Regions from separate parts of the Zea mays genome. Here region 2 is linked to region 1. A link is a contact called in public Hi-C data. All regions are on one chromosome and are shown on one strand. The core of a region is the stretch at or near the end of the contact, and the rest is flanking DNA. Distances in the headings are between cores, read along the strand shown.

The links. A called contact is a pair of places that touch in the nucleus more often than the background predicts.
Region 2: a contact with region 1 is called in a Hi-C map of ear, with 2.8 times the contacts expected there. The contact joins the enhancer-like site here to the promoter of LOC100283707 in region 1. A contact is called at or near these places in 2 of 25 Hi-C or Micro-C datasets (ear and tassel).

What each region holds. Positions count from the first base shown.
Region 1 is chr9:68,068,034-68,073,005 of Zm-B73-REFERENCE-NAM-5.0, forward strand. LOC100283707 reads right to left here and starts at 2,443. Exons shown (of 5, transcript NM_001156606.2): 1 at 2,066-2,443; 2 at 1,243-1,458; 3 at 1,022-1,170; 4 at 162-438; 5 at 1-53. The coding sequence starts at 2,396.
Region 2 is chr9:68,183,507-68,188,478 of Zm-B73-REFERENCE-NAM-5.0, forward strand. No RefSeq gene overlaps it. Among protein-coding and RNA genes, the nearest start is that of LOC103632007, 92 kb to the right of the region's middle. Within about 2 kb of position 2,350, at least 15 of the 20 cell types and tissues checked have an H3K27ac peak or open chromatin away from gene starts, as enhancers often do. A contact at or near this core is called in ear and tassel, where this site is marked.

The sequences.
Region 1 (4,972 bases), core at 1,193-3,692:
GTAGTTGCCCTGCCCTCCTGCGCCGCAGCACGCCTGCAAGGCCGTGCTAAAACCTGCAGCAGCTCACAGTGTTCGTTTCATTTCATGGAACGGAATGCCTTTGGAGCCAGCCACCAAGAGATATACTTGGAGAAGCAGACAGAGAAAGGGAGAGAACTCACCAAATTTTCCAGGGTTGACGACAAACTGCAGTGCAGCCTTGAAGTAATCTCCATACATGATCTTCGTCTTGGGGTACTTCTTCTGAAGCTCGTCAAGCTGCTGCTTCAGCTCCCTGTTGTGGTGGAAGGCCAGGCGGTTGTACCTCCGAAGGCACCCGGTCCGGGCGTTGTAGTCTGCTTTGCTGCTGGTGTTGTACAGCGTCAGGTACAACGGGAAGCAGCCAATTGGGAGAACGCCAGGCACCAGGAGGTCTGTTGCCCCAAGCTCGATCAGTTTCTGGAAAAAATTTACATTTTTTTTAAAAAAAAGTTTGCAGAGTGTGACTGGAAATTAGGGAAGTATAGTTAAAAAGCAAATGTTGCGGAACTAGCTTTACACGTAGGTACGGGCAAACAGATGTATAAAGCCGTTAAGCTAGTTACAGATGCACCACCACCACCATGTCGTCAGATAAATCTATCATGTCGTCTTGAAATTTGTGGAAGCAAACCATTGTTTACAACCATTCCATGATGGGCATGCGCATAGCAAAAGATTCTCTCTTCATCTGTACCCACCCTACCTTTTGCATGCCCATTCTCTCTTTCATTGTGCAATCATGTTCTACCTGGAGCCCCCTCATGCTTGCATCACATGGGGCTGCACTAAACAACAATCTGATGGACTGTGCAGAAGCTCAATTTAGCATGCGGAAGTTCAGGGCCACGCCATCAAACATTTTCCCCCCATTCGAAAACAGTTGACCACTTTCTGAAACTCTACTGCTGCATCATCAATGTATATGCAGAATGGTGTATGATGAAATGTAAGGGTCAATCATCTACTAGTGAATTTGAGACTCATAGTTGAGAAATGCTACCTCAACGCCATTGGCGATAGCCTTTGCAACAAGGGGCACGTAAGTCTTGACATCAGAAAATGGGACGCCGGAGAAGAGCGGCGCGTTGTAGTCGTTGCCCCCGAACTCCCCGACGACGAACAGGGATTTGCTGAAGTAATCCTTGCAGTCTGCAACCAACATTCGGTGATCCACTGCAAAATTTTCGAGAACATTCAGTGCGGGTGAGATTGGGGCCGGACCTTGCTCCGATTTACAGAGGGACGGCTTCATGTCCTGGAGCCAGCCGATCTGGGTGTTGATGGAGCCGGTGTTCCAGATGCGCTGGTCGATGCCGTGCGCCTTGAAGAAGGAGTACTCCAGGGCCGTCGCGCCGGTGATGGCGAAGTTGGCGCCCTTCTTGAAGTCCTTGCCCTTGGCCTGCGACGGTGGCGGCAGTGGCAGCCCGAAATGCTCGGCTGCATAATTGGCCAAAGGTTCCCATCACAAAAGGGAAAGAAGAGACTTTAATTCGCATCAGTACTCTGCTAAAACTCTAGCAGCAGAGCGGAGACGGCAACGATTCACAGCGCGGCAAAGCAGCAACCCTTTTTACCACCAGTTTTCTACCACTCGTTTCCATCTTTTTATAAAGGAAGGTCGGAAAAAATCAACCCCTTTTGACCTCGCCCTCGCCCTCGCCTGATTAAAAGGGTAGCACCACAGAGAAATGAAGAGCTGAGAGCAAAGAAATGGGACTCTTACAAACAAATTTAGTAGTCACTAGTCACCTCATCTTTGTTTTTCCCTTTTTCTAAAATTTAACAAACAAATTTTAGGTTTGCTCTACCAAACTTTTTGTTTAATAAAAAGAAAAGAACAGGTCAATTTCATCTTGACCACCCAAGTCATAGCAGGCTCCTCTTGACACTCAAATCAAAAAGTTTTAGCGACGGAGACGTTTGAATTAGATATCCCAGAGACCACAAAAATAAGTACAAGCAGTTGGGAAAAATTAGTCACGGAAGCGAAATAAAAACAGCTGCCGGTGTTGGAACGAACTACTACTAGGGTACAGTGCAGTACCCAGGAAGTCGACGACGAGGCGGCCGTTGGAGCAGCGGCCGGTGGGCTTGCGGAAGAAGGTCATCCCGTAGGGAGGGCGCGCGGTGGTGAGCGCCTTGGGCGTGCCGTTGACGATGAGGTTGCCGGCGTCGGAGAGCGAGTCCCCGAAGCTGAAGATGGCCGTGTACGACTTCTTGCTCCTGGCCGCGGCGCAGGTGGCCGGCAACGCCGCCACGAGCGCGGCGACGAGCAGGAGGGGGAGCACGCCCCGGCGCGGCGGCGCGTGGGCGACGGCCATTGCGGCTGCGGGTGTCGGCGGCAAGCAGCTATGTCGACGCGGCCCGACGCGCATGTGCGGTAAGAGACGGGAGGCGGGGCCAAGTTCTTTGCTTGTGTGGCGCGTTGCTCTCCTCCGCTTTTGCTTTATATAAACTGCGGCTGTGGGAGTGAAGAGAGTGAGAGAGAGGTGGCCAGTGTGGCCTGTGCTGGATGCTTGCAGAGCTTTGCAGGTGCTGCAGCAGCTCAGGATGAGGTGTGGGTGTGGCAGCCACTGGGCAAATGTTTTGGTTTGGGCCGACGATTGCCCCTACGGTTAGCATTGGATGCAGCTATAGTAGCCGACTAAAATTAAAGACTACCGTAGTTATTAGCTGGTAAAATTAATAGAGTAGATCTAACGACGCGTTTAGGTTCATGGAAATGTATTGGATTGTGATTTTCAGTTCAGCCCGTTACGAGATAGCGTGAGATCGGATATCGCTTCATTTACAGTTGTTTACTCCCAGAGGTGGGCAGTTGTCACAGAGAAGCGGGAGTATTCTCCATAGGAGTACAGTTCATCCATCTATTAGCTAGTGGGATTACAAAAACAATTCAAAAAATATTAAAATTAGGTCTACAAATAGAGGGATGTTTGGATTCAATCACGCTTTTCACTCTCTATTTTGCTCCTTTGTTTCATTCCTCTCACTACCCTTTCACTCCAAAAAAAATTCTTCCATGTCATCCGCGGCCTCTAGCATTCAAATAGATGAAGACTAGATATTCTATATATTGCATCAAACTATGATAGATACAGCGGTGTGAAGCTTGCCTCCGAGTATTCAACGATAGGGAGGTGAAGAGCAGTGGAGCTACATCGACCAGGATCATAAAGCCACCCACAATCAGCTGATGTGAGATTACTTCAATAACTTGTGGATCTATCATTCACTCTACTTTCGTCGAATGCACCACATGCAGACTCTTTCTATAAATCTTTGACAGATTAGGTGACCATTCCCCCTAATTCACTCGTAGAGTCATGAACTCAAACACAGTGGTTTCTTCCCTCGCCAAAAATACATCGCTTCCCTCTACATGCTCGCCTACAATAATGTTGCTAACTCCATCAATAAATATATTAAAATAAGGAAACATATGATCTTAGAGAGTCTTGAGCAATTCTATAATGGTGTTGTTTCATGTTTTGGTGACAAGTATGTATAATCGTTGTCCCACTGTTGGCGATCTTAAGTATCTTTTAGCTAAAGGGAAGAGATGGATTTTTGGGTACATAGGTAGTACATATTACATGCATTAAGTAGAAAAATTGTCTCGTTGAATGGAAAGAGAAGTTTACTTTGGGGGACACTGGATCCCTGCCCATAATGCTCGAGACGGATGCCTCGTATGACTTATGAATTTTGCATGCTTTTTTATAGTAGGGTGGAACAACGATGTCAATGCGCTCAACCAATCGTTGTTATTCATTGATGAGCTCAAGAGAGAAACATCAAATGTGAAGTTCATGATGAATGGACATAGTATAACTAAGAGTACTACCTCGCCAATGGCATCTAGTTCTAGTGGTCAGTGTTTGTGAAGACCATTTTCTCCTATAGACTCTGAAAGCAGCATATGTTTGTTGCATGCCACGAGAGGACGTACAGAGATCATTTGGGGTCCTCTAGGATTGCTTCTATATTCTCGCTAGCCTAGGTCATTCTTTTTCCCAGCAAATACTTAGTGTGATCATGTGTGCATGTATCGTTCAACACAACATGATTGTTAAAGATAAGCATGAAAAAAGCATATGATATGGATAACTATGAGATAGTCGAGTCCTCCATTGTAGCACCAACCATCATTTCCATGCACCCATGAGATTTATAGACATCATTCAATGTGAGGCCACAATTCATGCTAGTATGGTTCATGACCAGCGTCAAAATGATTTAATGGAGTATATCTAGAATCTACATTTTGGCAATTAGATTTTATTTTTGAATTATGTAGTTTTAATGTAATTTTATTTATGTTTTATAAATTAAATACTTTTTATTTGCTTAATTGTGTATTTTTATTTCGATAAAATGATAGTTTATTGCAACTAAAATCTATAAAAGTGGCAATTTGGTGGTTGTAGGCCGAAGCTACAAGCTATATACTAGAGCACTCCGGCAAATAAGGGTTGACATGTTTGATAGCAGGGTCGTTAGTTGATCAACCCTTGTCGATCACAACTATCCAGTGCACTATCTTTAACTTAGCTTATAATCATCTCAACATCACATCAGCATTTCTTTTATAGGTTCTTAGTTGACATTGAATATGTCATTTTATTGAATTAAAAATGCATCCAATTATATAATTAATCATATAAAATTACACAATTCATAAAAATAATTAAAAGTATATAATTTAAATATAAAATAAAAACTGCATAATTCATAAATATAAATAAGAAACTACTCCCAGTGGTGGACAGTTGTCACAGAGAAGCGGAAGTATTCTCCATAGGACTATAGTTTATCCATCTATTAGCTAGTGGGATTACAAAAACAATTCAAAAAATCAATAAATAAATAAAATTAGGTCTACAAATAGAGAGGGATGTTTGGATCCATTCACACATTTCACTCTCCATTTTGCTCCTAACACTTCCTA
Region 2 (4,972 bases), core at 1,100-3,599, 120 kb after region 1:
AGGTGGTGACATGCCAAAGTAGTCATCGCTTTCTCTATAATTATAAGTCGAGCCAGTACACCTTACGCGTTCCTTGAATTTCACCTGGCACATAGTGTACGGTTGGGTTCATTGCTTCGACTAGATGTTTCCGAGAGAACAAGTCGGTTGGTAATGCAATTATGTGTAAGGTGTTTATAGTGACGTTTTATCCCGAAAGGTGTTAAGTCTGCGCATAAATAAGAGATAAGTGTACTTGTGTAGTGTGGATTGATTTTGAATGCATATGTCGCAAGAAATGGATTAGTGCGCATATAGGAGATGAGTGTGTGTGATGAAATGGTGACATGCCTTCGTAGTCATCATGTCGTCTGTTTGACGACTTAGCCAAAAGTCGTGAAGAAATGTCGCTTACCTATGTGTTAATATTGTTACTCTGCGACTCTGTATAAATTGCCATATGAAGTATGATTGAATTAGTCTATGTTTGCGATGGGTGGTGTAGTGGTGGTATGAAAAATGGGTTAGGAATCAATCGGCCAAATGCCAAGTTCGGTTAGAGTTGTTTTGTTACTTGGGAGTGTGGGGTGAAGTGATGGCATGACTACGTAGCTGACACGTCATCTATTGTGTGACTATGCTTATGTCTGTCTTGATATAAGTTAGAGTAAGTCAAGTCTCTAAAATGCGGAAATTCTTGAATTGTATAGAAGCTGAAATGTATTAATTGCTGTTTTGGGCTGCACGCAGCGATTTCCCCGTACTGTATGTTTGATGAACTAAATGGTGTTTTATGTAGATATGTGCTATAGAAAAGTTGTAGATAACTCTATTATCTTACTTGTGTTAAAATTTGACAGGCTTAAGTCCGATCGTTTAGGAGTTATGATTTTTACAAATTTAGTAACTGAATCTGTGCAAATTCTGTACAGATTTCAGAAACTGCATTGTTTGCTCAATTTAATGTTGCAATCAGTTCATGGTCGTTATAAGAAAGTTGTAGACGCTTTTCTTATCTTGCTTGTGTTAAAATTTTACAACCATAGGCCTGACAGTTTAAGAGTTATAAATTTTACAAACTGGTTGCTGTGTTCTGTCCACTGTCAGCACAGATTTCGAAAACTGTAATGTTTGATTTGATTAAACCTAGAATCACTTCTTGGTGATTATAAAAGTTATGTAGTTCTTTTGCCAAGCTTTCCAAAAAGTCTTGGATCACTCTTTTTGGTGGTCTGAAGATTAAGTTATGAATGTTTAAAATCTGAAGACTGAATCTGTCCTATTCGGGACAACAAAGCCTTCTAGTGTCTTTTATTCTTAGTTAAACATTGAATCACCTTAAGATGTTTATAAATAATTTGTACAACATTTAATTAGCTTTCCAGAAAGTCTAGAATCAACTTGTTTGGATGTCTGAATCTCTAGTTGTAAATTTTTGAAGTTGCAAGTCTGAATCTGTCCAAATCTAGACAGAGCTGCTGTGATTGCACTTTTTGACTTTGCTATGTGTTGAATCAGGTTGAGGTGAAAATACCAAAGTTATAGTTCACTTTTAAGCTTTCCAGAAAATCCTAGTTTGCTATTTTTGGATGAATATTTGAAGAGATATGATTAAAACTAGTAACTGCTGTGCTGTTGTCTGTTGCTACCAGTATTTTCTTTTAAGCAACAACGATGATCTCACTTTCGCAGAGAATTTTGAGTGTTTTTCTCGGCAAAACACCAAAGAAAGAAAAACAAAGGAAATAGATAACAGATAAAAAAAAGGTAATTGTAAGCTCTTTTTTCTTCTGTTCGCGTTACTGTAGCTTACAACATATTTATATAGTCGATTCTGAAACCTGATAGCTAACTTAATCTAAATAACAGGAGCTACCTTTACTAAATAATAGGAACTAACTTAGTCTAAATAATAGGAATAATACTAACAGATTCCACTTTTATAGCCTTGCGTCATTATCCTGACATGCCTCTTGATTATGCATTACTGGTCACATATCGCCGTGCATCTCATTTATATACCTGTTAATAATTTGCTTTCTCTCCTATTTTGCAGTAGGCAACTTCGTATACCTTCTACAGCCCTGCACCAACGGATCATAAATTTCACATTCAACACATACCCCCCTGTTTTTCGAGCAAATATAATGTGCCGAAAAACACCTCAGCATCGATTCTTATATCGAATCGGCTCATATGACACTTTTAGCAATACCTCTTCACACTCTCTCTTTTAAAAAAAATCGCCTTGGATGATGATATCTGTTCACCAGCCATATCTCAAGTGCACAGGCGCACAGCAACCTCAGGCCCATCCCGCAAAGTGCCTAAACCAAAATGGCCCTGCTCACATATGCGACCAATTGTTTCTCTCTTTCTTCCGCTTCAGCCCATGTCTGATGCTCCGCCTAGCACTTACATCCACCGCTAGCCGCTAGGGTTCTAGAACTCTGGTCACGCCGCTGCCACTGCTACAGCAACGAAGCCCTTCCTCGGCACGGAGTCTCCTCGGCGCGCCATGCGTCGTGACCACCCTAGGTCGCGATCAGCACCACCGTGGTCGTGGCACACCAGCGTTATGACGACCGCATGAAGCATCAGCGTCTGGTGAGGGCACCAGCACACCGCCGTCACGCGCAGCATCACCATCTCGGCGAAGGCTCGAGCACGCAGTTCCAGGTAGACGGCCGAAGCAAACTCCCACCGTGCGTCTGCTCCGGCCCCTAGGTTGAAGCGACTTCATCGATTCAGACCTCCTAGACGTCTGGATCCACATCTTCTGAAGATGACTGTCCGCTACCAACCAAGCTCGCCCCTACTTCACTGTAACACCCACTTTGTAATTTGCTAAGAATAATACCAATAGAGAAACAATTTCTCTTTATGTGAGTTTAATCTTTATGTATCATCACTTGTGAGCACCATATTCAAAAAAATAAATAATTAATAAAAGGATATACCATTAAATTGTGCATCATGTTGAGGTTTTATTTGGTGTGCATTTTGTGACAACATATAATAGGAATGTGACAAGGAATATATTAAAAAGCCCAAAGTGGAATTTAAAACCTAAAAGAGATTCTAGAATTTAGAAAAGAGAAGCAAACAAATATTATGTGATATAAAAATATAAATGATATATATAAATATATCTCCAAATTGTAACTTGTCCTGGCACAATATAATAAAAGGATAAATTTGTCACAAGTTTGAATTTAAAACTAGAATTTAAATTTGAATTGGAAAATCTAAAAGGGAAAAGAGAAAGGAAAATATAAAAGGAAAAAAAGGAAGGAATTCAGTCGGACCACCAAATCATTTCAGCCCACAACCGCATCCCCACTGCGCGGCCCACGAAGCCCACCACTAACCACCTGCGCGCAAATGTCATCTGCCACTTACACATGGGCCCGCTCGGCCAGTGCATCACTCGCGAGCGTCCGCTGCTTGTGCCGCTGGTCCACGGGGCCCGCAAGTCAGCTCGTCTCCTACCTCCCTCAACGAATTTTCCCCGAACTCGGCGGGAGACCGCGCCATACTCGCGGGTCTGGTGACCGCGCCCTGGGTACCCTAGCGCCTACAAAGGATTCGGGGTCTCAGTTTCGCTCTTCCTCCCTTCTTCTTCGCGACCACCTCAGTACAGTTGAGAGCAGTGCGACACCGGGAGGCGAAGCTCCGCGCCGTCGTCTATTTCGCGCCCTGATCTCGATTGGCACCCTCCGGTAGCCTGGGGAGCTTCTCCTAACCTTGGAATGGGTGCGCGCACCACCAGCGGACACCTGGAGCAACCTTAGCGGACGGAATTCATCGTCGGTTTCGGTACACCACCGCCGTGCCGCGGCTCTGCGTGAACCTCGTCGATTGCGCCCAGATTCACGGTAAACTTCTTCCCATCAAGTTCATTGTCAGCTTATATACGTAAATTCCCCATCATCGTAGCAATCCAATCACCTGTAAGGTGTTTCATCGTGCTCCGGCGAACCACGCCGCCGCGAGGTTCCTGTTTCACCGCCGGAGTCGGCCCGGGTTGGGCGGATCACTCTCGACCGTTGATTCGCGCATAAGCGGTCGCGATCAAATCTGGGATCTCAGGGACTTCGGTCACTCCTAGCCGTTGATTGACCAGTGCGTGGCTCCGAACAGACCACGTCATACCCATTCTCCGTATCAGTTAGGGCCGTCGATTTGGCGATGACCGGTAGGCAGCGCGCTTCGCGCAGATCGATCTAGTGCGTCTGATCCCGATCATGCGCTTGTCGTTTTGTGCCGGTTCGCTCGAGTTATGATTTAATCTGGGCCGTAGGAATAGGATCAGGCGGCTCAGAATGAAGGATACCCCTTCGCGGGTACATTTTGCTAAAGAGACCCTAGGGTATTTTAGAATGAACCCGCCGTTCTATTTCACTGTGCGCTGTGTCTTAGGAGTCTTACCCCGAGCCCCCTGGCCTTTTTGGTAAATGAGGCCCAGCCCAGAGTTAGTTTAAATCGAATAAATGAATAGAAAATGGATTTCTAACATGAAAATAATTACTAGAACTTTATAAATTCATAGAAAATACATACTAACTTCAAATTAATTCATTCCAGTTCCTGAAATTTTCTAATTTTATTATCTATAACCTAGAGCCTCTGTTTTATCATGACAACAGTAAGAAAATTAATCCCACACTTAATCCTATTTTAAACACATAAAACCTTTGAAAATCCATAACTTAAATTCTATAACTCCAAAAATTATGATTCCTGTTCCTAGAATTTTATTTTAATGTGTAGATTATTACTGTGTATTTTGTATGTATGTTTGGTGTAATGTTAATTTCTCTATATGCACTGTGCTTGTTTGTATTGTGGCGAGTAGAAGAGCCCGTGACTGAGGATCCTGGTGAGCAGCAGATTGAAGTAGCTGAGCAGGAGCTCATTGAAGGCAAGTTGTGCCCTTGACCACTTTTTACCCAATAATGTTCTTTAATATCACTTATCCATGCATAGGTTA